4 separate regions of the Sus scrofa genome follow, and all the other regions are linked to region 3. The links are chromatin contacts, called in public Hi-C and HiChIP or PLAC-seq maps. All regions are on one chromosome and are shown on one strand. Each heading gives the region's core, a stretch centred on a gene start, on an enhancer-like site or on the middle of the called end of the contact. The rest is flanking DNA. Distances are from core to core; before and after follow the strand shown.

What was found. Hi-C and Micro-C count contacts between places; a contact is called where the count stands out from the background. HiChIP or PLAC-seq counts read pairs in DNA pulled down with a chosen protein or histone mark.
Region 1: an H3K27ac HiChIP or PLAC-seq map of skeletal muscle shows a contact between it and region 3, with 6 times the contacts expected there. The contact joins two enhancer-like sites. A contact is called at or near these places in 6 of 47 Hi-C or Micro-C datasets (embryonic fibroblasts, heart right ventricle, mesenteric adipose tissue and 3 more) and 1 of 2 datasets of contacts at active chromatin or transcription factors (skeletal muscle).
Region 2: a contact with region 3 is called in a Hi-C map of subcutaneous adipose tissue, with 2.3 times the contacts expected there. The contact joins two enhancer-like sites. A contact is called at or near these places in 4 of 47 Hi-C or Micro-C datasets (heart right ventricle, psoas muscle, skeletal muscle and 1 more) and 1 of 2 datasets of contacts at active chromatin or transcription factors (skeletal muscle).
Region 4: an H3K27ac HiChIP or PLAC-seq map of skeletal muscle shows a contact between it and region 3, with 18 times the contacts expected there. The contact joins two enhancer-like sites. A contact is called at or near these places in 3 of 47 Hi-C or Micro-C datasets (heart right ventricle, mesenteric adipose tissue and retroperitoneal adipose tissue) and 1 of 2 datasets of contacts at active chromatin or transcription factors (skeletal muscle).

What each region holds. Positions count from the first base shown.
Region 1 is chr1:105,326,105-105,332,368 of Sscrofa11.1, reverse strand. No RefSeq gene overlaps it. Among named protein-coding and RNA genes, the nearest start is that of TCF4, 250 kb to the right of the region's middle. Within about 2 kb of position 4,493, at least 9 of the 83 cell types and tissues checked have an H3K27ac peak or open chromatin away from gene starts, as enhancers often do. A contact at or near this core is called in skeletal muscle and subcutaneous adipose tissue, where this site is marked.
Region 2 is chr1:105,504,849-105,511,860 of Sscrofa11.1, reverse strand. No RefSeq gene overlaps it. Among named protein-coding and RNA genes, the nearest start is that of TCF4, 430 kb to the right of the region's middle. Within about 2 kb of position 3,055, at least 8 of the 83 cell types and tissues checked have an H3K27ac peak or open chromatin away from gene starts, as enhancers often do. A contact at or near this core is called in skeletal muscle and subcutaneous adipose tissue, where this site is marked.
Region 3 is chr1:104,722,629-104,729,125 of Sscrofa11.1, reverse strand. TCF4 (transcription factor 4) reads left to right here. Exons shown (of 20, transcript XM_021093491.1): 16 at 2,554-2,689; 17 at 4,337-4,499. Among named protein-coding and RNA genes, the nearest start is that of CCDC68, 250 kb to the right of the region's middle. Within about 2 kb of position 2,680, at least 20 of the 83 cell types and tissues checked have an H3K27ac peak or open chromatin away from gene starts, as enhancers often do. A contact at or near this core is called in skeletal muscle and subcutaneous adipose tissue, where this site is marked.
Region 4 is chr1:105,722,028-105,728,341 of Sscrofa11.1, reverse strand. No RefSeq gene overlaps it. Among named protein-coding and RNA genes, the nearest start is that of TXNL1, 290 kb to the left of the region's middle. Within about 2 kb of position 4,956, at least 18 of the 83 cell types and tissues checked have an H3K27ac peak or open chromatin away from gene starts, as enhancers often do. A contact at or near this core is called in skeletal muscle, where this site is marked.

The sequences.
Region 1 (6,264 bases), core at 3,244-5,743, 600 kb before region 3:
ATACTCCAGCTGACTTTCCAAACTTAAATAAAAGTACCAACACTAAAGGCATTATTACTATACTTATCCACACGGAGATCATTCAGTTGCAAACTGCCCTAGATTCCAAAAAAAGAATTTAGAGGTTAAAGATCAAACTTTCTTTTTTTCTTATTAATCAATATATTTTATGCAGGAAAATAACTGACACAGACATAATACACTCAAATCTGCCAACTGCTCAATGCTGCAGCAACTAAACGCATTATTAACTTATGACAGTTAATCAGACTTTTCTGAAGTTATTTATTTATCCTAGGAATACAATTCTCATTAAAGTATATTATACATCTAAAAGGTGTGATTGAGCTGATCACAAGATAATCAAGTACTGTGTGAAAAGCAGAGAAAGCACTGTTGATGAAAGAGGTACAAACATGATGGCAACATGGTTCCTGTTTTCAAGAAGCATATGTGTAATCTGGTGAGGATGAAAATGTAAGCTACTCATCATAGGTTTTGGCACAGTGAAATAGAGGTGAATAAAAAATGAAATGCAATGTATTCTGACTGGAAGGACCTGAGAAGGCTTAGCAGAGAATGGAGCACTGGAGCTGGGCCCAGAACAATAGAAAGCATTTGATAGGCAAAATGGGCGGAAGGATGTTCCAGTCCATAGGAAGGATGCATAATGGGATTTTCAAGATGAGGTGAAGTTCATCATGAGGCTGAGCATAGGGCACATGGTGGGAGGTGAGAGGAAGTGGAGCTGGGAAGCACACAGAGCAGATGATTGAGAACACTGGATGACAGCTTAAGGGACTTGAACTTCATGGGTACACCATCAGAGATTTGTTTTGTGAGTCATCAAAGATTTCTAAGCAGGGGATTGGCATACTCTTGTTATTATATCAGGAAGTTCATTCTGACAGCCCATGAAGGATAGATAAAGCTGAAATCAAAGAAACCTGTTAGGAAAATGTTTTGCTGTCAAGAGACAGTGCAGGCTTGACATGGGGCAGGAAGGACAGGGGGCAGAGAAGTGTGACATTTCAGATATGTCACAATGAAAAAGACAAGGTTAGTATATTTGGCCTTGATGAGTAAGAAGAAACTGACCTACTACAACACATCAAATCTGCTTCCATTTTACTTTTTCTTTTTTAAGTTTTTCAAAGTGTTATTTACTTTTGAATGAGCTAAGTTTTCCTAAAAATATGGTATTAACATATGTATCTACATTAATATATTTCTATGTCTTTTTTTTTCTTTTTTTTTTTTCTGGGGCTGCACCCACAGCATATGGAGGCTCCCAGGCTAGGGGTCTAATCTGAGCTGTGGCCACTGGCCTACTCCAGAGCCACAGCAACACAGGATCTGAGCCGCGTCTGCAACCTACACCACAGCTCACGGCAATGCTGGATCCTTAACCCAGTGAACAAGGCCGGGGATTGAACCCACAACCTCATGGTTCCTAGTTGGATTTGTTAACCACCGAGTTACAACGGGAACTCCAATATATTTCTATATCATACTCTGTTATCTATTGCCTGACCCTAAGAGAAAACATAAGTTCAAACATAGTAATTATTTATTCATCTATTTATATAATCTACAAACCTTCACTGGGCCCCTCTTTAGTATGTAGGACATGGAATAATATATACAAATATAATGACTGCAAAAACCAAATATTTTTAAATTGAAGTATAGTTGATTTACAATAGTATATTAGTTTCAGGTGTACAACATAGTGATTCAATATTTTTATGGCTTATACTCCATTTAAAATTATTATAAAATATTGGTTATATTCCCTGTGCTGTACTTAACATCCTTGTATCTTATTTATTTTATATCTAGTAGTTCGTACCTCTTAATCTCCTTCCCCTAGCTGCCCTCCCCACCCCCTTCTCCTCATAGGTAATCACTAGTTTGTTCTCTGTATCTAAGAGTTAGTTTCTATTTGTTACATTCATTTGTTTTATTTTTAGATTCCACATATAAGTGAAAACATACAGTATTTGTCTTTCTCTGTCTGATTTAGTTCACTAAGCATAACACCCTCCAGGTCCATGCATATTGTTGTAAATGGCAAAATTTCATTCTTTTTTTGGCTAAGTAATATTCCAACGTGTGTGTGTAGATAGATATACACGTGTGTGTCTTCTTCATCCATGCATATGTTGATGGACAAAGCAAATATTTTCAGTGTTCATGGAGAAGAAATTATTTTTGTATAGAGGATGAGTAAAACATTTTTGGAGATGGTGGTATTTGAACTGGGCCTGGGAGAATGACAAGGATTTGAATAAAGATGGGTTGTGAGAAAAGGTAAAAGTGCACGTAGGTCAGATGCGTCTGGAAAATGGCTGAGAGTCAAGATTAGCTAAGGAGCAGGATTTGTAAACAGAAGCAGTGAAAGCTGATGTGGGAAAGGTAAGCTAGAAACTGATTTTCAGGTACCTTAAAATGATGACTTTTTCTAGAAGACAACAATCATTACTGAGGATTTAAATAAGAATTTCATTTAAAAAAAAATACTTAAACATGTTAAAGTACTTTAACACATTTAAAATATTATTCAAAATAATCCGAGAGTCAAATTCTCACATATTCTAGAAAGTTTGTCTTCTTTTATTGTGTTTTAAAGCTATCATAAAATATAAGAAATTTTTTCTTTCTCTAATTTGAGTAACTAATTAGCATATAGAGGATTAAAATACTTGGGATGTCATCAATCCTAGGTTCCATCTCTGCCACAGAAACATCACCATGCTGTTATAGTTAAAGGGCAAATGAAAATATATTACTGAAAAATTAACTACAGTCTCTAATGCTTCTGTGAAGTGGCCAAACTTTATTTAACAAAGAAAACTTTCACAATTAAACTATTAATTTGTCTTCATTCATCCAAAACTTTTAAACTCTGTTTATTAATTTAAAAGTCATAAATAAAAATATCTGGTTTGGGAGCCACGTGCTAGAATTTCATAAATGATCCCGTCTAAAAATTGTTATGGGTGAGCAATAAATCCCTAGAAAATGATGCTTATATTTGAAATAGAAATGTCACCAGAGCCTTAAATATAGCTGTGCAACCTGACTCTATTACTGTGCGGCAAAGTCATGTTTGTAATTGATTTTGACTGTCCCTCCTTCAATGTGTGCTGAGTTTGGTGGCCCTGGACAGGATTTTTGTTTTCATTTTAAATCCTAATTTTAGTCTAATTAGATTAATCTGTAAATCAGTGTTCTCCACTTAAAATTTTTCCATACCCATCTTTTTCTTCTAAGAGTAGCTGAGTGTGTTCTTGGAGTATTTTAACAGAAGTAATGGATTTCAATAGTTGTTGCAACAGTTCTTGGAACTCTTACATCTTCCAGTTGTACACAGATGATGAAAGGTAAAAATGAAATCTCCAATTTTTTATTTATACAGAGCTGAACTACTGATTGATAGGGCACTGATGGACATTCTACAGTTGTTATGAAACCATGTGTTAACATTATTTATCAAAGTAATAATGGGATGGTAATTGTGGTCTTTCTTATGGTAGAGAAGTAAGCAACCCAAACAGATACACCTACTTAATGACTTTAGCATCCAGCATTCAAAATCCAGTTAATAATTTGTTGCTTAAGACATATATAGAAACAGAAGTGCAGCCTGTCGATAATACAATGATTACTGTATTTGGCAGAATGGATTCCAGGTTTAATTCCAAGCTTAAGAAATTAACTTACAAATGATTTCAGAGATTCTACCAGAATGAGAAAACAACAGAACTACGTTTAACCCTTAAGCTGGCAGTCTATGGTAGGAACACTGCCAGCTATAAAAAATAATAATCAGAGGCCCATGAACTGCTCTTTTAAAATGGTTACATTAAAACCCAGACACCTGTAGTTTTACTAGTTGCTAAAACGGCTTGTAATTGCACATGCATGAAGCAGATGTGTAACCAGAGCTGTAGTAACTGGTTTCTATTAGACAAACACAGGTGAATGGTGAGCAGAAGGAGGAATGGAAAACTGAGATTTGTAAAGTTAAAATCTAACATTTGAGATTGCATGTAAACTTTGAAAACACTTTTTATTAACTATATATTGGCCTGTCTCTTGACTGCTTTTAAATCATGAATATTGACATTTCCCCAAATGGTCTGCTTAAGTATGGACAAGATAATAATGATGAACATTTATCCCCTAAGACATGCTCTTCAAAATACTAGTCTTACTGAAATGACTGCCAATGCTATATAGGAAACTTTTCAACAGACTTGAATTTTTTAGGGTTTTTTTTTTTTTTTTCTTTCTTTCCAGGTGTTTCTTTAAACAACATTGCTTGAAGGTCTTATATATATATATAAAAAAAATCAACATTAAAGGATATTTCCAGAAATTCAGTCTCTCAAAAAACACGAACTAGGGCCTTGATTCTTGCCTCCTGGAGTTTGGTTGTTATGAAATTTACAGTACGGTGTGTCAGCTCATCTGGGACTGAGTCACGCAGCCAGGGACACAGAGCGCAGAGGAAGTCATGTGAACCATTGCACAAATACATTTTTGTCAGCGTTTGGTTGGAGAGCTGGGACTCAGCTGAACTTTAGGGGATTGAATTTTAGTCCAAATGTTCCAAAATTCTGGTTTACAACAACATCTGGGGTGGTGGAGAGTGGATCGCTCATTTTGGAATTCCTTAGAAAGGAAAAATGAAATGCAGACAATAATGACATTCAACAAGAGCTGTCCTTCCAGAAATCCTCATCACACCTGGGATGGAACCTTTGAGCCAATGTTTCCTTTCAGATGTCTTAGAAAAAGGCGTGCAAACAGAATGAATGAGTTGGAGCACACAGGCGTCTCTGTGAAAACCTCTCTGAATTGAGAAGGAAAACAGGATATGTGTTCATGCTCCCATAACTCATCAGGAAAACTCATTCCAAGTCATTCCCAGGGATGATCTCCTCCCCCAGAAGACCTTATCTTTCCACATTTTTTCCATTCTGAAAACATATTTTTAAAAAACTCAAAAGTCTTTCTTGGAATGGAAATTCAGCCTCTTGCAGAATGTGAATGAATGACATGTTGACCTGAAGGTGCACATGGTATTTTTAAAGGGCTACGTGGCTATTCATTTTGGAGCCCCATCGGTTCTCTGGACTCAAATCATTCCTCTGAGACTAAGTGCCGTTGATGACGATGATGTTGAGGTGCAGAAAGAACCTGCTAAGTCTTCAGACTGGAGCAGAAACAGCCAACAGATTCAACAGGGCAAAACTCTTTGGATAATACAAAGCCATTTTGGATATTTCCACTATATCTGTTAAATATTCATCTATACCCTGACAACTATACTCTTGTTCCAGGAACTTGAAATTACTGGGTCTTTAAATTATTCCCAAAGCATAAACTGAGCACTCCTAGAAGTGTAGGAATTCCTTCAGACTAATGGTATACCATTTACTACATGATTGTTCTATAGTCTATTGGTGAGTGACAGAACTAAAAAAAAATGTCACCTTCCCATGTTTTAAGGTTGTGTATGCATTCTATTTCATGAGACCATGTAGGGCAACAGTTCTCAAACTTGGTTGTACATTAGGATGACAATTAAACTTTATTAAAATGTTTCTGCATTTTAATGGAATGGGCCTCAACCCCAGATTTGCATTTAGCTGGTGAGAGGACTCAACATCTGAAACACTTCCCAAAAGGTATATCTACTGATAATTTGCAATATGTAACCAGAACCAAAAAATCCTGATGAGGAGCTAATATCAAAACTCTGCACATGCACACTTGCAAAATAAAATTTAAAGACCCATGAAAATGGAGGGTTATTGAGCTCATTGCTGCTATGTAGGTCCTTACTGGCTTGTATGTTTAAAATATGCAGGAATTGGGGGACAATCAAGAGCAGAGAAAACAGTAGGCAATTTAAGGATGGCTTCTAAAATTCACTGTGCTGGTGGCTCTCTTCCTGTCCCGCAGATGATACTGTGATAGCCAGAAGTCACCATGATGGCAACTGGTTCTCAGGAAGTTTCTAGGAAGGTTTTCTCTTAAATAGTCCAGAAAGTATATTTCTAATACCTCTAGCAATGACTGGCAGATTGCGCTCAAGAGAGTCATGGAACATGGGTGTCACCAAAATGGATAAAACTATTGCCCAAATAGAACTGGATAAGGCTTCTTCTCTCCAAATAATCACACAATCAAAGCCACCCAGATTTGAAATATTCGTTACCTTCTGTCAGCTGATGTCCATTTCAAGTCTCT
Region 2 (7,012 bases), core at 1,806-4,305, 780 kb before region 3:
ACAGATCTTTCTTAAGATTTGGGAAATTTTCAAGTATGTTCAGAATGACCCGCACACGTCTGTTTGGCTGTTCTGAGTGGCAACGAATCATGGAGAACCTTTGGTCTAGATATTTTAGGACATAAAACAGCAAGGCAAGGGTCTGCAGCCTAGCACCTCTCAGTGACTGTAAGTCTCTTGGGGTTGAGAACTCAGAGCCCGAGTTCAGGGCTCAGTACTGCCTTTGTCATACAACAGCTACTGAACATCAAGCCACAGCAAGCCTTACTTCATTACATGTAAAAAGAAGTGCTGTGTCTATATTAGTGTTTTCAAACCATTACTAATGACCCATTAGTGGGATATTAAAACAATTTACTGGGTCATGACCAACATTTATTTTTTAATTATTTTTATTTTTATTTTTGGCTGTGCCTGTGGGATATAGAAGTTCCTGGGCCAGGGATTGAACACACGTCACAACAGTGACCCAAGCTGCTGCAGTGACAATGCTGGATCCTTAACCCACTGTGCCACAGGAGAACTTCACAACCAACATTTAAAAAATAAAAAAATGGAATCAAACCAAAAGGAAAATATCAGAATGCATGGCAAAGCAGTAAAAGTACATCTTATTTCATGAAATGTCTGTTTCAATATATATGCATATTGAAATTGTTTTGCTCCCCTACAATATACTTATTAAATTTAAAAATGAAACAATATAAAGATGTAAACAATAGAAGCAATCACAAACAAACCCCTGTTTTTAGCAATTTTTGAAAAATGTTCAAATAATTCCATGGCAAGGAATACTTATTTTTGGTCTTGGGTTCTACAGAAAAATGAATTCCTCTTTAGAGATTCTGGTCAAAAGGTTTAAAAACCACTCCTTTAAGTTTCCATTGGCTCTAATATTTTATGATTCTAGAAGATGGAAGGGGCATGCTCACATAGCCCATCATGATAATACAAAATATAGCATTTTTTTTTAACACTTAACTAAGCTTCCAGGCACCATGTTCATTGCTTTCCATGTGTCATTATATTGAACCCTCCCCACAACCCTATGTGTTAGCTAATCATGATGCTGTTTTATAAGGACTAAGGAAATTAAGCAATCCTGGAGAGGTTCAAAACATACGTTGGCAGGAAGGTCGCTGACTTGCAAGCCCTCCCTAATTTTTCTTACAATTTTTTGCCAAACATGTGAGATTCTGAGCCATGAGTTAGCCACTCAACCCATGATACAGATGGGTGGCCCATGATACAGGACTCTGCCTGGATTCCCATGTGAAGGATGAAACCCCCATCTTCTTGACTAGGAAAGGTGCGTTGTGCACTCCCAATACCTCCTTGGCCTTGGAAGATGAGGGAGTCAGTCATTCGCTTTATATTTCATTTTGCTCATCTGGAACCTGAATTCCCCTCACTGTCTCCCATGATATCAGAGAAGCAAAAGCCGTAGATACAATTTCATATGAAATGAAAAAATATGAAGTCACACGTTTTCACAAGCATCCTCACCCTGTCTGGGTCTGGAAAGAGGAGTATAACTATACATACTATAGTGAGAAGAAAACTTTAGCTTATCTGGAGGGTAGAAAGGGATATGTAAGGCTTTAGCAGAAGTACTTATAAATCCCACATGAAGTCTTCCTTCTTTCCTAATTGATATTCCCACAAATCATAGATGCTGGCCTGGCCTTACAAGGATGCAGAATAGGATTTTGTGTGTAGCTCATACTAGGAGAATAACAAATGTTTCCCTCCTAAAGCTATTGAGTTTCCTCAACCTGCATTAAATTTTACCATTAGATAGTCATTCCTTTTGCTTTGAAGCACTGTATCTACAGAAATTCCTGATTAAAAATGAAATATTTCTGTGGCTCACATACAAAGTAATTAATAGCCTAAGTCACAATTGGGTCACCCTATAATCTAACAACATTCCAATGTACACAAACATTAAGTTCCACTGAGGGGGTCAAGGGAAAGCTTGATAGTGTAGGGCATAATCTGGAGAGGTAGGCAGCTTAGGTAGGGATCTAAGTGCAGTGTAAAACTCAAGAGTGCAGAAGGTCACAGAAAAGCACTGAAGACACTCTTACCACTTTTAGCTTTGGGAGAAGTTGCAATACTCCAGGATAACCACAATCTTTTCATTGGGTGCTTAGAATTCTAATTTTCAAGGTGTTTCACCTATATTAGCACATTTAACACTCACAACATCCCTTCAAGGACGGTATTTCCTGAGAAGGAAACTAAGAGTGAGAGAAGGGAAGTGACTTGCCTAAAGTCACCAGGCTGTGAAATGGCAGGTCTCACAGCTCCTGAGCCCTTTGAACTCACCACAACTCTCCCTCCAGGTGCCAGGATTCACTCCCTGTGCCCACATCAATGCTCAGCAATCTCCCTCTGGGTAAAGGTGTCTCACACCTCATTTGATTTGAGTCAGGAAACATGGAGATGGACCAAAGAAAATAGGATTCTGGCTTTGATTCCCTATCAGTGAAATAAAGGACCAGGGATGTATAAGTGTGTGACACAGACACTGACACACACACACAGACATACACTCCCCCATGCACAGGATCACCAAGAAGAATATCTGTTCTAGGCTCATAATTCAACAAAAAGTCATCAGTGATTAAAGCATTTGAGCTTTGCTCCGATCTCTGGTTTCGCCTTGACTTTCAGCTCTCTGCTTCTTTCTCCTTTTCTCCCCGCCCACTTTTTAGTGGCCTTTGTTCTTCATTCCTGAGCCATCTGGTTGCAAAGTATGGTAGGAGCACAGTGCAGCAGGCACATGAAAAAGCAGTACAAAAAAAAATAGTAGGAGTGAAAACAAAAGACATGAAGATCCTGAATTTTTTATTTCTCTTTTCAGATGGAAATATCACGGCTCCCAGTTCAGAGGCAAAATGGGTGAGCAGGCATGGGGTCTTCAGATAGGAGATTGACAGATGTAGAAAGAGGGGAGGACAGAGGCCCTGGGCCACCCTGTGTATTGAGGCTAGGCTGGGGTATGGCCAGGCAAGCCACATGAGTGGTCTCTGGACCTGAGACGCATATCAGAGGAGGTATTAGAGGAACCACATAGCACACCTGCTTCCAATAGCCCCCATGCTGCCATGCTCAGCCTCCTGTACTGTGGAATTTATTTTTTCTGGAAGCCAAGCCTTCGAGTCTCTCCTTCCCTATAGAAAGCTTCTGTGTTTATGTCCATGGTCTCTACTATGAGAATGCATACAGCCACTACCTCAAATACCATAAATCCTCTCTCTCTCCCCCTTTCTGTCTGCCTGTTTATCTACAATCTGTCTATTTAAATTCTTTTTAAACAAGAAGGGAATATCTTTATGCCTGTTTGTAGGAATATTCTACATCCATCTGTTATTTACATCATTCGTTTTCCTGAGGTGTCTCCAACAAATCCTGGCTGGATGCACTGTATGTGTTATTAATAAAACAGCTGTAAAAATATTAACTGTACGGCCTAATTGTCAGCCCTGATTAGGAGCCAAGTTTATCCCCGGACGGATGCGGAGACTCAGAATTTGGGCTTCAATCCAGATCTGACCCTTGCAGCTCACTTTACATTTAATTCTTTGACCATTTAAGCTGCTCTGGCTTCTCCCACCCCCACCCCCCCAGGGATCCGTGCACATCCGGCCACTGGCCTCCTGACTCCTTCAGGTGGCGCTGCTCCAGCTTCCTGAATGCTCATGGCCAAGGCCTCTACCCCACTGGATTCCCCATCCCTTTGGTTAAACTTAGTCATGTGCTACATAATCACCTTTCCGTAAAGTAAAAGATGAGTAGAAATACTGTCAGCATTGTTTCTCTGCGCACACTGATAGGAAATTGCATTTGGAAAGTCTGTATTGGAAAATGTACCTCTAGTTAAAACCACAGGGTTAGGACATCAGAAAGACCCTCTGGATCGGCCAACAAAGTGATATTCCCTTAGTGTCCGGAATTAGATCAATCTTTCAGACAAACCTTCTGGATATGGAAGATAAATGAAGAGGTGATAATACATTTTATTTTTAATAAAGTATTCAAAATGAACCAAATGAGGGCAGAAGTTAGCAAATGAGATACTTCTGTTATTGTTCCCTTCTTAGTATAGTTAGATTAGCCCTGATGGGTTAAACCTAAGTGAGGTGTTTTCTGGGAGGAAAAACTATGTAGAAAAAAACTTGATTCTGTTGTTGTCCAGAAAACCCTGGCAATGTCTGTGTCATCTAGATTTTAGCTGATGGGAAGACAACAGGAAAAGACTCTTAGAAAGACTGGTATGGGAGTTCCTGTTGTGGCTCAGCAGGTTAAGAACCTGACTAGTATCCATAAGGATGCAGGTTCAATCCCTGGCCTCGCTCATTGGGTTAAGGATCTGGCATTGCCACAAGCTGCGTAGATCGCAGATGCGGCTCTGATCTGGCGTGGCTGTGGCTTGGGCTGCAGCTCTGATTCGACCTCTAGCCTGGAAACTTCCATATACCACAGGTGTGGCCTAAAAATAAAATAAAGTAAAATGGAGAATTTTAAAAAAAGATTTAAAAAGAAAGACTGGTATGATGGTTTGCTCCATGACATATGAAATAAATAAATTATCTGCCATCATTTCACAGAGCAAAGACTTAATGACATATTTAGAGCATATAGCCCCAGTGACACCTAACATAGCTGTGATTAATTGTGAAATAGTTGGATAAGATTTGATGCTTCATGTTACCCTTCTATTAGAGATTTTCTCTATGATTTCACAACATTCCACTTTGGAAATTTTATAGCAATGGCCTTTGATTTTGCTTATTTTTCCAGAGAGTTTTCAAGCTGGCTTTCTTGCCATATAAGATTACTTCTTAAATTATCTCTCACCTCACAGGTTCCAGGCCACCCTTACAAATGTTTCCAAAAAGACAGCATGTGCTAGGGTCACCATCCTGCCTCCAATTCTCATGACCATTAGTATCGACAATCTGGTAGAAAGCTCATGGTTTGCTTGACTTTTACATTTTTAAATAATCATTTGAAAGGGGAAACCATATTTTCGTCCCTAACAGAGGTGATGAAAATTTAAGAAAAGAAACCCAAAACTTCTCATTTCCATCTCTTAAAAGAAGCTGTGGCAGGATAGTAATGAAATCATCACATACGCTACTGGAGAGCTGACCTCCAGAGAAAGTTCAGCACTCAACTGTCTTTGCTTTAAAAATACACCTTTTTAAAAGGCATGGACAATTGTCTCCCCAAAATGTCTGCATTGTAAAATGTTTTTGTCTCACAATTGGACTCGATTCAAATGACTTTGTGAAGACAAGCTGTTTTTAGCTTGGAAAGGATTAGTAATTGCTAGATGTTTTAATGGATGCTAATTCCTTTTCTCCATTGTTTACCATAATGTTACCTGAGTTTAAATGTATGGCTGTTTCATGGACCATGTCTTATAAATGTACAATAAATCCAATGCCTTTCCAATGAAGCAAAAGGAAAATAGCCATCTCAACCTTCATGAGAGCAGCACCATATTTTCTCTTGCATGTGTACTTTCCCCAACTCCTAATAGGCAACTGTACATCAGTGGGGCTCAATATTCATTGACTAACAACCAGGTTTATAACTTCTCTGCTTGATATTCTTCTTTCAGTTTCTACATTTCATTCTCTAAAGCTAAAAAATTCTTTCAGCAATTCTTTTGTTTAGATGTTAAACAATTTATTGGGTAACTTCTCTGTGCCTAGCACTGTGCTAGGCACAAAAGTGAATTTGCAGTAAACATAAGATATGATTCTTCCAGTAAATAATCATACAATTTGTTTGTGGAGCCAGGATAGCCCAGGTGGGAGGCATTGTATAAGCTGGGTGGAACAGTGTAACTAGACATAGGCAGATAGGATATTCAGTGTTAGGGAAGGGTGTTAAGGGATTAGTTACAAGACAAAACTTTATTCAGAAGACAAAGCAGGAAATGGGCCATTAAGAAAGCAGCAAATGGAAAGAAATGCGTAGTTTAAGACTTAAAAAACTTGAGCTTGCCCTAAAGCCCTAAAGCTAAATAAACCCCCCCCCCCTTTTTTTTAACCAGATGGAGGCTGGCTGGTGAGCTCAAAGTTTGGTGATCAGACAAGCTTTTCTTATAACCAATGTTTATGATGTGAAGAAAAAACTGCACTCAAGTATCTGGCATGTATTAATAAGTTACAGAATATGTTTCAGACAGACGAAAACTCATGATGTCACTAACATCCTTTAAGACTCGGCATTCTGAGAAGAGGTGAAGTTAATTTTTAGTAATGTCTTCTGGAGATGGATGGAATAAATGGTTCTTTGGGAGTCTGGTAACCAGAGAGAAGGCTACTGAGGGAACGAAGTATCTTGCATCATTCTAGAAATCTCAAGTGAAAGAAATTTTAACATGACAAATTCAGGAAATATTTACTATTTTTTTTGTGTGTGTGTCTTTTTGTCTTTTTAGGACTACACACCTGTGGCATATGGAGGTTTCCAGGCTATGAGTCTAACTGGAGCTGTAGCTGCCAGTCTATGCCACAGCCATAGCAACACCAGGTCCGAGCCACATCTGCAATCTACACCACAGCTCATGGCAACACTGGATCCTTAACCCACTGAGCAAGGCCAGGGATTGAACCCACAACCTCATGGTTCCTAGTTGGATTTGTTTCCACTGTGCCATGATGGGAACTCCAGGAAATATTTACTGTTTAAAATGAAACACTGACTTGCCATTATTTTTGCCTAGAGGAGAAGTGGAATTATTAATCTGAGAGGAGATAGCGCTTTGAGGAAGATATTCTGATGGACCCCTTTTTATGTAAATGATGGATAAGATAGAAAAGAGTTAAACTGCACCACCTAAAAAAATTAACTGGCATTTGGGAATTGGTCACTAGTGTCTCACTGGTTAGAGAGGGCTGAGCAACTTGGTAAGAAGCTGGTGAGGAGCCAGAGAAGGAAAGACAGCCAGAATCAAAGTCAAGGTGAAACGATGGCTGAGGGACCTTCA
Region 3 (6,497 bases), core at 1,431-3,930:
GCCAAGAAAATAGAAAGGCGATTGGTTGTGGGTTCTTTTACCCTCTTTTAAAAATTAAATGTAATCTAGAAAGAAAGAAAAAAAGAAGAAGAAATATTGGGGAGTAATAACTGAGTGTGTTTCAATTGCAAAGTGAAATATTAACCTTAAATTGCATCTTAGCCACCCACAAAGAAGGCTTGAGAGTTTTAATAGAATGATTCTAAAATAGAAGGAGGGTACCTCTCTGCTGTGCTCACCTTCAGTGATTCCACCTTAGAATCATCCTTTGTGGAGAGAAATTAAATCCATTGGGAATGCCAGTAACTGAGAATCAGCACTTGGGTAATTATTTATGTTAACATGGATTGACAGTCTTAAAGAGCTACCACTTGATCAAGGCCTCTAAAATGCATGCCTGCAAGTTGACATCTTAGATTGAAAGGATAGTCATCGATTGAATCTGTCTTCTAAATGCACAAATGGAAAAATAGGTTCAGAAGGAAAATAAAAACCTACACAAAGCGTGAGGAATGGTTGAAGAACTGGGCATGGTCTGCCCAGAAGAGATCAGGCTTCAGTTACAGATGAAAGACGGGAGTGGCATGGCAGTGGTGTTAAATATGTGAAAAGCACTGACACTTAGTCCATGGAACTCTGGAAACTGAAACTAGAACCAGTGGGTAGAATGTATAAAGAAGTCAACTTGTGAAAATGGAGTGAGCTGCTTTGCAAGATAATCAGGGTCTCAGTGTATTTGAAATACCTACATAGAAACTAAATAACTACTGTTCAAACTGTTCTCGGAAGGGACACGGCACACAGGTGGCAGACAGCATTAGCCTCCTCAGATGTCTCAGCTACAGCATTCCTGATGCTTCCCAGCCCTTAAATCCTTTGCCCTTCTTGCTGTATTTTATTGTAACTCTTTTATACATATACTTTATTAAAGTATAGTTGGTTTACAGTGTTGTGTTAACTTCTGCTGTACAGCAAAGTGATATAGATAAATAGATACATAGAGAGAGAGAGATAGGGAGATTCTTCTTCATGTTCTTTTCCATTACGGTTTATCACAGAATGTTGAAGATACCCTGTGCTATCCACTAGGACCTTGTCGTTTATCTATTCTATCTATAATAGTTTTGTTCTTGTTGCATTTTTGAATCTGAGCATGATGTATATGACCCTTCCCTCTCCCCCCGAATTATTTTCTTCTGTACTATTTTGGAGCATATGAAGGTGACGCTTTATACTAGGCTGCCTTGAGGTAGCACGGGCTTCCTTTGGTTCTATGAGTTGCATTGTTATCAGTTCAAATTCCTACTATTTAAAAGGAGATTCTTATCTCTTTAAAAATGTTGGGTAGCAAATGGGTGAAGATTCTGCTTTGTGGTTTTATGTTTTAGATTGGAAAAAATTATACTTTTTGATTCATAGCAGTATAAATTTATAGATAGATATTTCTAATGCTAGACCTCACTGTCCTGTGTAAATGTTCACTTAACAATAGGCCAAGAAAATAAATACCTACTTGGAAATGCCAGCAAAAACACTACTCATGTTCCTTCTGGTTTGCAAGTGCTTAATGGTCTTACTTGAAGGGGTACTCTGTAAAGTCAGCAATTGCTGTCTCAGTGCTACAAATTCAACATCTCTGGACCCCAGAGTGTAGGTGGTAGTAGTAGTTAATAAAAAGCTCAGCGGTAATTTTTGCAGACCAAGGCATCATGCTCTACTCTATAATTTTATTCTTGGAAGCCTGGAGAGTGTTCACAATATGGCGTCTTCCTAGGATCAGAATAGTGAAGGAAGAAAAAAATGGAAAAATGTCCAAACATCTTTGCATGGCAATGATGGCATTACTGGTGTGTTTAATAAAACCTTTATTGGTACATTTTCCGGTATGGTGGCATTGGCAGAAACGGTCCCCCTTTGGATTTGGAACTCAGCAGCTGATGAAATACAGTAAACATTAATTTGGAATGGGCTGCCAGTTTTGGAAAGCCAGGTGACATTTTATTATATTTGTACCGAGCAGGGGCTATGTCCCATACTGCTGTAGCTTCCGCTGTCAGAGGCTTAGCTGGCATTATGGAAAAAAAAAAATGGCAGGCCTGAGAATCTTATCCCCTGAAATGAAAGTCGAATGCCAAATTGAAATTCCTGTAGGATTTCCGATAGCAATGGGGGAATTGAGAAGCCCACAATTAAGCATATGGGCATTAAGATAATTGTCAGATCTGTTGGCGGACATGATAGAAGACAGATGGGTACGAATCAGTGCGCTCCACTGCAGCACCCTGGGAGACAATTTGACGTTTTACCTGCCTGAGCTACTCTGCCATATTTGTCACTGAATGTACAGCACGGCATCTTACGGAGCTCAAAGTGTTTTTTGCTGGGGACTCTAGGTGCATATGTGGTCCTTCAGCGCCCTCTAGTGAGATGCATTTGGGAGTATTGTTTTTCAAAGGCTAGCCTTCCTTAAGTGGGTCCTGGCTGCCCCCGGAAATAAATAGCTGGCACACCTCTGGTTCCCACTCATCTCTACAGTTCCTCTCCCCCTTGCAGGTTGGGGCCCATCGTGAAGACGGCGTGGCCCTGAGGGGCAGCCATTCTCTTGTCCCAAACCAGGTTCCAGTACCACAGCTTCCTGTCCAGTCTGCAACTTCCCCTGATTTGAACCCACCCCAGGACCCTTACAGAGGTAGGTCCGCCCCGGAGGGCCACTTCTGACCTCACTGAAACAATGGATCCAGTGTTAATCCCATGCTTACTTGGCATTCATCCCTCAGGAAGCACTGGCAGAAAACCAAGAATCCATTTTGATCCAAAAAATGGTAAGTAAATGGGCAAACGGAGCTGGCTAATTGTGTTTCTTCGGTCACTGTTTTCCTCCAGCATCCTCTGAAGTCCTACGACTATTTCAGCAGGGAATGAGACAACAGACTGATGAGAGGAAATTTTATTTTAGCTATTTCCACATTGTGCTCGTTCAGGACCTCTAATGTGGTTAGTTGCAGCCTGCACATGATATTTCCAAATGGATAGGAAGGAAGGAAATGGCTTTTGTTGTGTAAGATGGACGGAAATGCAGGTACATTTAAAACATGGAACTTGGTTGGATGATTTTTGCTCTTGAGTCATCAAGCCCCTAGGACTTGTGGCAGGACCACCTCCTACCACTGACTCCCGTCAACTTTCTGTGACCTCTGGAGGTGGTGCTGCCAGGGCAAGACCTGGGTCCCAGACTCCCCATTGACTGGCCGGCTAGGTGACTAGGGGACACTTACATAACCTCTCCTCCCCCTCCTGTTGAGAATAAAAATGATAACATTGCCGCAAGAATCAATACGGGTAAGCATTTTCCCACCTCTTAGACATTGTATGCATCTGAGTGGTAATTATGTATGTGGTATGCCTGCCCATTTTTATCTGACTAGCAATACTGTGATGGTCCTTTCTTTTAAAGAGCCTTTGGGTTTTCTTTCTCTGTCCTCGACCAGCAACCATATGAGCACAACCTGAGGATCTTGGTAAAATGCCAATTTTGATTCAGTTGGCCTGGGGTTCTGCATTTCTCTTAGGCTCCCAGGAGCATAAGGAACTCCCAGGAAATAAGAATGCTCCTGGCCCACTGACCAGATTTTGAGTGACAAGATCCTAGACTTCACAGATTACAAATAGAAGAAATAGCAAATAGACACATATCTGCCCCAGAAATGAATGATTACATTAGGGCCAGAGTAGAAAATACATTTTGCTCTTAGAAAGTTAACAGTGATAAAGCTAGTAAAGTCTTCAGTGAGCAAGTAACTGCTTTCCATATGTACCATTTTTAAATGCTGATTACTCCTGGAGGATAAGAGAAGCCTAATTTCGGAATTTCATTAGGGTATCTATTGAAGCCTTGACTGTACATATTTAGCGTACTCCCTGGGAATTATATTTTAAGGACATTTTTCTATTAAATCATTGCATATGGAAGAAACTCAATATAATAGCTGATATTTACTTGGGTTCTTAATCAGAACATTGAGGTGTGTGATTTTCATGATTATGATTTTCATTGCAATTAAGTTGATGTTTTGTAGACAGTGAAATTACCATCTACTCCAAAAGATTGCAAAATAGAATTTAACCTCAGAGCCAATGCAGGGAAAACTTGTTTCCGCAGGTGCATTTTTGAAACTTCACCAAAGAGCATGAAAAAAGTGACAGATCGCAGTTCGGCAGTCTGCACTGTGGAGCTGGCAGCTCTCCAGCCTGGGGTGTGCGTGTCTGTGCATCAAGGCTTTGGTGGCCGTGTCACCTGGTCTCTCTCTCTCTCTCTTTTTTTTTTTTTTTCCTGCAGGCATGCCGCCAGGATTGCAGGGCCAGAGTGTCTCCTCCGGCAGCTCTGAGATCAAGTCCGACGACGAGGGTGACGAAAACCTGCAAGACACGAAATCTTCCGAGGACAAGAAATTAGATGACGACAAGAAGGATATCAAATCCATTACTAGGTCAAGATCTAGGTAACAGTATATAATACTGTCGCTTCATTTAATTCCTTTATTGGACTTTGATGAAGTGAACAGAACGGGAAGAAACTATTCTGTTTTTTCCTGGCAGGTAAATCTGCAGCTGAAAAGAAAAACGAAAGGCTTACTCTAGAGACCGAGCATCGTTTGAGATGCCTATACTCTAGGAAAGCTGAAACTGTCTTTGCATTTATGAATTTGGACCCAGGGCTGATAATGACACACGGCAAAAACAATTTGTAATTGATTCAAATGCAAGCAGTCGATTTGTAAAACTATGCTTAATTCTACAAATTTGGTCAGAAATGTTCTTCTGAAAATATTTCTTAAAAGAAATCTTAGCCAAGATGAAAGCTCAATTGATGTACATGCAACTGTAACTTTTTTCTTACCTCAGAAGTAGAAAAGTACTGATTTTCCAGCTTTATCCTAAACATGTTTAGATATAGAAGAGCAATATCTAAATTGCTCCTTTTTTTTTTTTTTTTTTTCCCCTCCTGGCTACTCCATTCTACAGAAAATGCAACAATGCAGGAAAATAGTTTCTGATTGGTTTTCCTAAGTCCCCAATATCTTTACATTAGAATCTGTCTCCTTGGACTTTAATCTGATAATCAGATTTTTTTATATATATATCATGATACCCATGTTCTTTGCCTTAGTTCCCTTGGATTGTTTTTATTTGCAAACTAAATGAATTGTACTAAGACGATACCTCCCTTTTAAAGGCTGTCATTCTCAAGGTTGAACCTGCTGTCCTGTAGGAGTTAAGAAGATGCCACCTTTTCATTTAATTCCTTTATTGGACTTTGATGTGCCTTTATAGTGCTGTTATAATTTCTGAGATAAATTTTGTTATAAATTCAACCACAGTTTCAAAAAGTCTGGAAGCATCAAGCTTACACCTTTTCACCATTACTAGAGTTTCCTGACTCCTGGCCACGGTAGTAAGACATCCCAAGGAGGGCATTTTACATCCTTAGCAACTTCTTTGTTAGTTCACTCAGCTGTTGGTAACTTAACTAGTGACCATAACACGTGCATATCAATGGATTCTTTTGAAGTTTCAGTACAGCATTTTAACTCACTGTTAAGAATCTTCTTCTTTTAAAAGGTCACTCTTTGGACATTTACTTTAGGCCTCCAAAACTGTGGTGTAAATTGGACATTTACTTCAGGCCTCCAAAACTGTGGTGTAAAGCAATGCTTTCCTTTTCTAGGCAGTTTTGTTCACTTCACCACCTTAGTTATAAGTGGAGAATCAATTCTGATTGGCTATTGGCCTGAATACCTTTGGAAAACAAGTTCCCATTTCGAGGCCCACTTTGGAAAAGGCATGGCACATGTTCACTGTGTAAAAACCTTACCCAAATTGTTAACTTCAGGACAGGACCGGCAGAAACTCGACTCTGTTCTCTTTTCCCTCATTACAGCCTATTTGTGACATGGAACGTGGACATGAATTGATAGTAACCTTGATTTCCTTGGCATCAGCAGAGGTCATGGGTGGGAGAGAGAGAGGGAGACTGGCAGGGGAAGTGAGGAGAATCAGATGGCAGAGAAAGGGAGCACTTTCCAGTGGGTTCAGTTCAGTGTTCATCCCCACACCTCCTAGGCAGACAGTCCCATCTGGAAGGGAGTTTAACCTGCGGGAAGATGAGCCAAGTCTTCCAGCATCTTTCCTTGCTGGCTTCTTCCCTCCTTCCCTTACAAGTGTTCTTGGCTTACTTAGCTTGTGCTACAACCCAAGAACACCGCTCCATTTCTGACTGACTGGGGCTTCTCTGTCCTAGTGGATTCTTATTGCAATGTGGAAGTTACCCAGAGGTTCTCCAGGGGAAGACTCGGAGCTGTGCATTTTAAGCCAATATTCATTATGTGTACATTAAATTGAGTAGATAACCTCCCCTGTGTTCCTCCACCTTTGAAAGGTTGTGATTATCATCTCTATTCTGTGCCCATTTCAGATTCATGGGATTTTAACGTAGAAGC
Region 4 (6,314 bases), core at 3,707-6,206, 1.0 Mb before region 3:
ACTTCCTAATTCCTCTGGTTTTGTCATTAAATCTTCTTCCCTCCGTCTCTTACATGCTCTTTGGCAGTGAGGCTTTCTCCGTAAACTGCCATTTTTCACTTTTTGATCTGCCAGTTCCTTCTGCTCCCTGTTTAAAACCTAAAGGCCCACCATATCTGGACAGCAGTCACTTCCTTTCTGGTCCCCTCCTCCTCATCCCCACCCTTTCTGTGGCCACAACGGCCCCATATTTCTTTTGTCCGCCTTGTGCATTCATGACTGTCAGCTCTTGGCAGTGAACTTGAGCTATCCTCGAAATAAAGGAAGTCCAGCCTTGGCCCCAGGCCTGGGTGCTGGAGACCCAGGTTGTGACTAGAGATTTATAGTCATTGCCCCCAGGGAGAGGCCTTAAGAGGCCAAAAGAGCTACTCCCTGTAGCAGGCACCTCAAGCCCCATGACTCAGGATCTGTGCCCTTGGCTGTATATTACCCTCACCAACTCTGTGGGGCCACTAGTGAGGTCCTTCCATGCGCTTCTTTGGCTTCCCACTATTCTTTCTCTTTCATTGCTTACCACACATGTGCACAGGAGTCATCCATGTCCCTGGTTCCTCCATCAGGGCCGGGATCAATGGATTTATTGCTGCATCCTAGTGTTGAGGACAAAACTTGCACGGTCAGGCACTCAGCTCACGTTTGCTGAATCCATCCCTTCATTTGCTCCCTCATTTGCAAATACTTATTGCCTATTCTGGCCAGACTTTGTTCTAGGTGTCAAATAAATGAACAAAAGAGCAAAAGTGAACTGCTGCTGCTCCCTTTGTGGTCCTCTTGCTGTTTGTTTTAGTTATTTCTCTTGGCTAATTAACAAACCCATGAGCTGTTGTGGGGGGTTGTGGTGCTGAGCACTGGGAATTTCTATGTTGGGGGGCTCCCCTGGTTCTTCTCCCCATGGCTCCTCCCTTCATGTCCATTTCTATGTCTGTCTTTCCCCTCCCTACTCCAACCTTGTTCCTCTCTGGCATGTCTGATGACTTGGCAGAATAGGAACAGAAAAAGACAGAAACCCGGTTACATAAAGATGCCATGGCGTCCAGGAGAGAGAATGTATTCCATGAGAAAATTGGACACTGAGCCTGCAGGTGGGTCTGAGGATGCAAGGGGATTAGGGATGTCTCTCCAAACTCCATGACCCTTGCTGTCCACAGTTCGGCTCAGGGATCTCTAACAGAATGTTGTGGACTCAATGTTTGTATTCCTCTCAAATTCATGTATTGAAATCAAACCTCAATATGATGGTATTAGGAGGTGGCAGTTGGGGAGGCGATTAGGTCATTAGGGTGGAGCCCCCAGGAGTGGGATCAGCGACCTTGTAAAAGAGACCCCAGGAGCTCTCCTGCTCCTTCCATCACGTGAGGACCCAAAGGACAGGAAAGTGGGCCCTCACCAGATACTGAATTTGCTGCACCTTGATTTGGGGCTTCTAGCTACCAGAACTAGGAGAAATAAATGTTGTTGTTGATATACCACTCAGCCTGTTATTCCGTTATAGCAGCCTGAATGGACTGAGACACACAGCCATACATGGGGGTGGGGGGTGGACATTTCCCTTAATCTTATAAGTAGTTTCTAAGCTACACCTTAGTGGTCAGCTCTTGCTGGACCACAAGGACAAGCACATCTCTGGGTGGGATGATGGACCCCAGAGTGGAGCAAGAAGCAGTTTGACTCCTCGGGATGCTCCAAATAGCTCCTGAGGGCTTCCAGAAACATCTAAGATGGTAGGAGGGACTCATGATACAGGCACAGGCTCTAGAGCCACACTGGCAGGGTTTAGCAGGGCAGTAGAAATCATTATTAGTGTGGCTGCGATCTCCACACACCCACAGGCAGTTGGGCTCTGAGGACATTTTTGTTCCCAGCCCTTCAGATGGATTCTGTTTACACAAGCATTCACCCTGCAAACAGGCCCAGAGGGGAAGCACAGACCCAGTCTCTGGCCTTGACCCTGTGTGCTCCCCCACTGGCCCATTTCAATCTGTTTTCTCCTCTCCTCACACTGTCTCCCTATCTCTAGTCTCTGCTTCTCAGTCCCTTCTGAACGTGGTTACCCATGTGGGAAGATTCTTTTCTTTTGGCTTGTTTTTGTTTTTCTTTTTACAGGCACACACCTGCAGCAGTTGAAGTTCCCAGACCAGGGGTTGAATAGGATCTGCACCTGAGGCCTATGCCACAGCCGCAGCAATGCCAGATCTATGCTGCATTTGCAACCTATACTGCAGCTTGCACCAATGCTGGATATTTAACCCACTGAGCGAGGCCAGGGATCGAACCCACATCTTCACAGAGACCATGTTGGGTTCTTAACCCACTGAGCCACAGTGAGAACTCCCTGGGAAGATTATTTTCTAATTGTTGAAAATCTGCTGCTGTAGGGATTCTGTCCCCCACATCTGGATATGGACGTCCCAGAGCAGGTGAGACGCTCTCTGGTCTGGCCTCCTGACCCCAGGGGACTCCCGCTAGAGTCCCAGAGGGTGCAAAGCAGTTGTTTGTTCTTTTCCTCACTTGAAAACATAGTTTCTTCGTTGAAAGGAACTGATGAATCAAGTAGCTGATTGCCTCAATAAATAATTTCTCTTGGGTGAGTTGGCTACTTAAATGTGAAAAAAACGCATGGATAACCCCCACCTTGTAAATCTCTATAGTGACCATTTTAGGCTGAAGGGACAGATTGGTGGGAGAAGGCCTTTCAGTTGTAGTCAATATTGACATTCAAGTGGGTCTGGGAATCCTGTCAAAATGGAGATTCTGATTCCGAGGGTCTGGAGTAGAAACCAAGGTGCTACTTTTCTTTTATCTTTTTGTCTTTTTGCCTTTTCTTGAGCCGCTCTCGCGGCATATGGAGGTTCCCAGGATAGGGGTCGAATCAGACCTGTAGCCACCGGCCTACACCACAGCCACAGCAACACAGGATCCGAGCCGTGTCTGCAACCCACACCACAGCTCACGGCAACGCTGGATCCTTAACCCACTGAGCAAGGCCAGGGATCAAACCCACAATCTCATGCTTCTTAGTCGGATTCGTTAACCACCGTGCACGATGGGAACTCCAAGGTGCTGCTTTTCTAACCAGCTCTCAGACAGTGATGCTGCTCTGAAGACCATACTTGGACCAGACCTTAAATCACTGACAACAGCCAGGCAAAGTTCTTTCTCTGGACCCATGATATCTTCTCATGAGCCAGGCAAGGTAATTCCCACCCCTAATGGTGAATGAGCTTCTTAGCTTGGCTTTTTAGAAAAAAAGGAAGGGAAGTTTCTTATAATTGAAAAGGAAATTATTTCAAACTGGAATTCAGTTACCTAAACAAAGTTTTGTGAATGATGCTCTTGTTTTCCTACAACTGTTATTCATACTGTTTCAAAAATGCTGCAAAGATGGTACAGGACACACCTATGTGTGTGGGGGGGGGAGGTGGTGGTTGATATCATTAAGACTAACCATCTGTGGTGCAGAAATCCTGTCTTTAATTAGAAAAGCTTAAAAAACAGGCCAGGTCTCCAAAGTGGAGTGGGGTTATGAGTATTGACAAAATGTTAGAAAAAACATTATTTGCAGAATCAAAGTAGGGATCACTGCTCTCTCATCTCCCCTTCCATTTTTCTGTCCAGCTTAGTGGTCACAGTGGTATTAACTGTCCAGCCAGCTGTCCAACCTCCATCTGATGGTGCCACCGAGCTCTCTTTTGAGGGTGGCTTTGGGACGGGGGTGGAGGGAGTTTGGGTTTTTTCCCTTCACATTTGTTGCCCAGGACGTTCTCGGGGTGATGCTAAAAAATTAAGTTCCTGTCCTTACCGGAGCACTGCAAGTGTCCCCTGCTGTCCCCAGCACAGGAACACAGCCATGGGCCTGGGGCACTGAGCTAGGCCCAATGGGGAAGGCAAAAGGTGAAAAGAGCTGGGTCTCACCACTGTGGGTCTTATAAGGTAGCTTTGAGATCACTAACCACATCAGCAGGAAACCATAAGTTCTAAATGAATGATACACAGGATCAGGATGTGGGCTAACGAGCGCGTGGGGAAACTAAATGAGGTCATCAGAAAGGCTTCATCAAGGAGGTAGCAATTGATTTAGTCCTGGAAGGGAAGGGAGAATTAAATAGCGCCTGAGAGATCTAAGGTAGTACAGCCTCGAAGAACATCCTCTTCCCAAATCTCTTTCTGGGAATGGCGTGGGGAGAAGAGGAAAGCGGCACATTGATTAATTTTGATGATAGGAATTGCCAATGGCCCTCCTTGTGGCCCATCTGAATACCGTTAGCCAAGGGCAAGCACCACTTGCCAGAAGGGTTCTGTTTCTTGCTAAACACCACTCAGAATCAGGTATAGACAGGGATACAGTTAAATTCTACCTTCCTTATTAAATGCTTGCTTTCCAGGGAGATGCTGTAATCAGGCAGCCCAAATTTCTCCCTCAACGCCAGGAAACCCTTTAGCACCTGATTTCCAGCTTTCAAAACTGTCACTTACATTTTAAACCCAAAATATTCAATTTTTTACTCATTGGTAGATTCAGAATCATAATGGCCAGGCCAGAACAACTTCATAATGATCTAAAAACAAACAAACAAAAACCCACTAGAGCTTTATTTTTTTTTTTTTAATTTTAAACTTTAGGCTTCACGTTTCAAAGTTTTATCAGACTGCTGTCCCCCCCCAACCCCCCATAATTTAAACCATTGTTTTCCAAGGGAAATTTAATAATAAGAGCCCGCCATGTGTTTCTGCTTAATTTTGGAAGCCTGTGTTATGCAGTCAAAGATTCTCATTTGAAAATAATTCCTGTCCTTATTCTAGAACTGCCAGGGGAATAAAATTTGAAAAACATGTTGCAGCTCTCAAGTTTATGTTTTGCCTAAAGCCAAGCAGTGCTGGAAGATCAAAGTTTGGAGTGGAGATCTAAAGTTAGAACCACTGCCTTGCAAAGCGCTCACAAACCCAGAGTTGGGCCCAGCAGCTGCCTGTCCAGGTCCTCCGGTAATTAGCTCTGGTGCAGACGGAGGCCCCTGCCCCTCCTCCGGCTAGGGCCTGGGCCTCTGGGGCCCCTGTTGCCTGGGAAGCAGAGCCCCACAGAGATGGAGCAGGCAGGTATTTTTAGTCCACTGGTACACCCGGTATAGGCCCCTTGCATTCCACAATTTGCATATGGGAGGAGCAGGAGGGAACCCTGCCTCGCTTGTTGTTTGCTGGGTCTGCCCTTAGTGGGGGCTATTGTCAACATGATAGATTCAACTAATACTGTTTAAGGATGGGCAAACTGGGGCATGTTTGCTATTCTCAAGCTGCCTCTTGTTCTCTCTTAAAAAATGAGTATATGTATTGTGTGTATATGTAATATGAGTGAGTATGTATGTGTGGTGCATGTTTGTTTACATACAGAATGTATATTCTTAATATACATAGTTTATTAATAACATATTTAGTTTATTATGTAGTTTATATTTAAACTATAAAATAGTTTATACATGGAACTTTAAGTATATATTCTATATAGTTTATATAAAATATATATTTTAATATATATTCTACATAGTTTATATATATTTAAATATATATTCTATATAGCTTATATAAAATATATTTTATATATTGATACACACACACACACATATATATTTCGTAAGCCCTAAAGCCCAACTTCCCCCTCCCTTGTCAAATCTCTAACTTGACCCTTTTAGGCTTTTGTAGAATTGAGTGTAGACTGTGATTTCTTAAAGTACCAGAATGGCCTTCAGGGGTAGCAACAGAACTTTCAAAGGCTATCTACATTTCTCCCTTCACCTCCTCTGGCAAGTTCTATTTGCAGGTGGTGAGCCAGGCTAAAGGATCCAATAGCACATTCAAAATGTTACGAATCAGAAATTGTAGGCGTCCAAGTAGGTGGACATGAATAAATGCGGCTCTTTACTGCAAAGGTTCCCAGCCTTGCACCATTGAAAATGAACTTGACCTGCAAATGCCTCTTGGGCTAGCCAGAAAGGAAAACTGAACTTCGGGAGGCTGGCAAATGACGATGGGAAGCCCAAGTCATTCCCCTGCAGATGTGATCTGCTGGAATCCCACTGATGGCAAATGTTCCAAGGTACATTCCCCGACGTGGTACTAGTACTGTCAAGGCTTCCTGTTGACTGCCGTTCCCTTGGCAGCTGTTCATGGGGAAGCATGCAAAGCAGCTGCCTGTTTTCAATCCGAGCGAGCTCCCCAGCACTTCTCAATTTAAGATAGGCCATTTTTCCACAGAGCCTCGGTTTTCCAACGGCTTCTAACTTTGC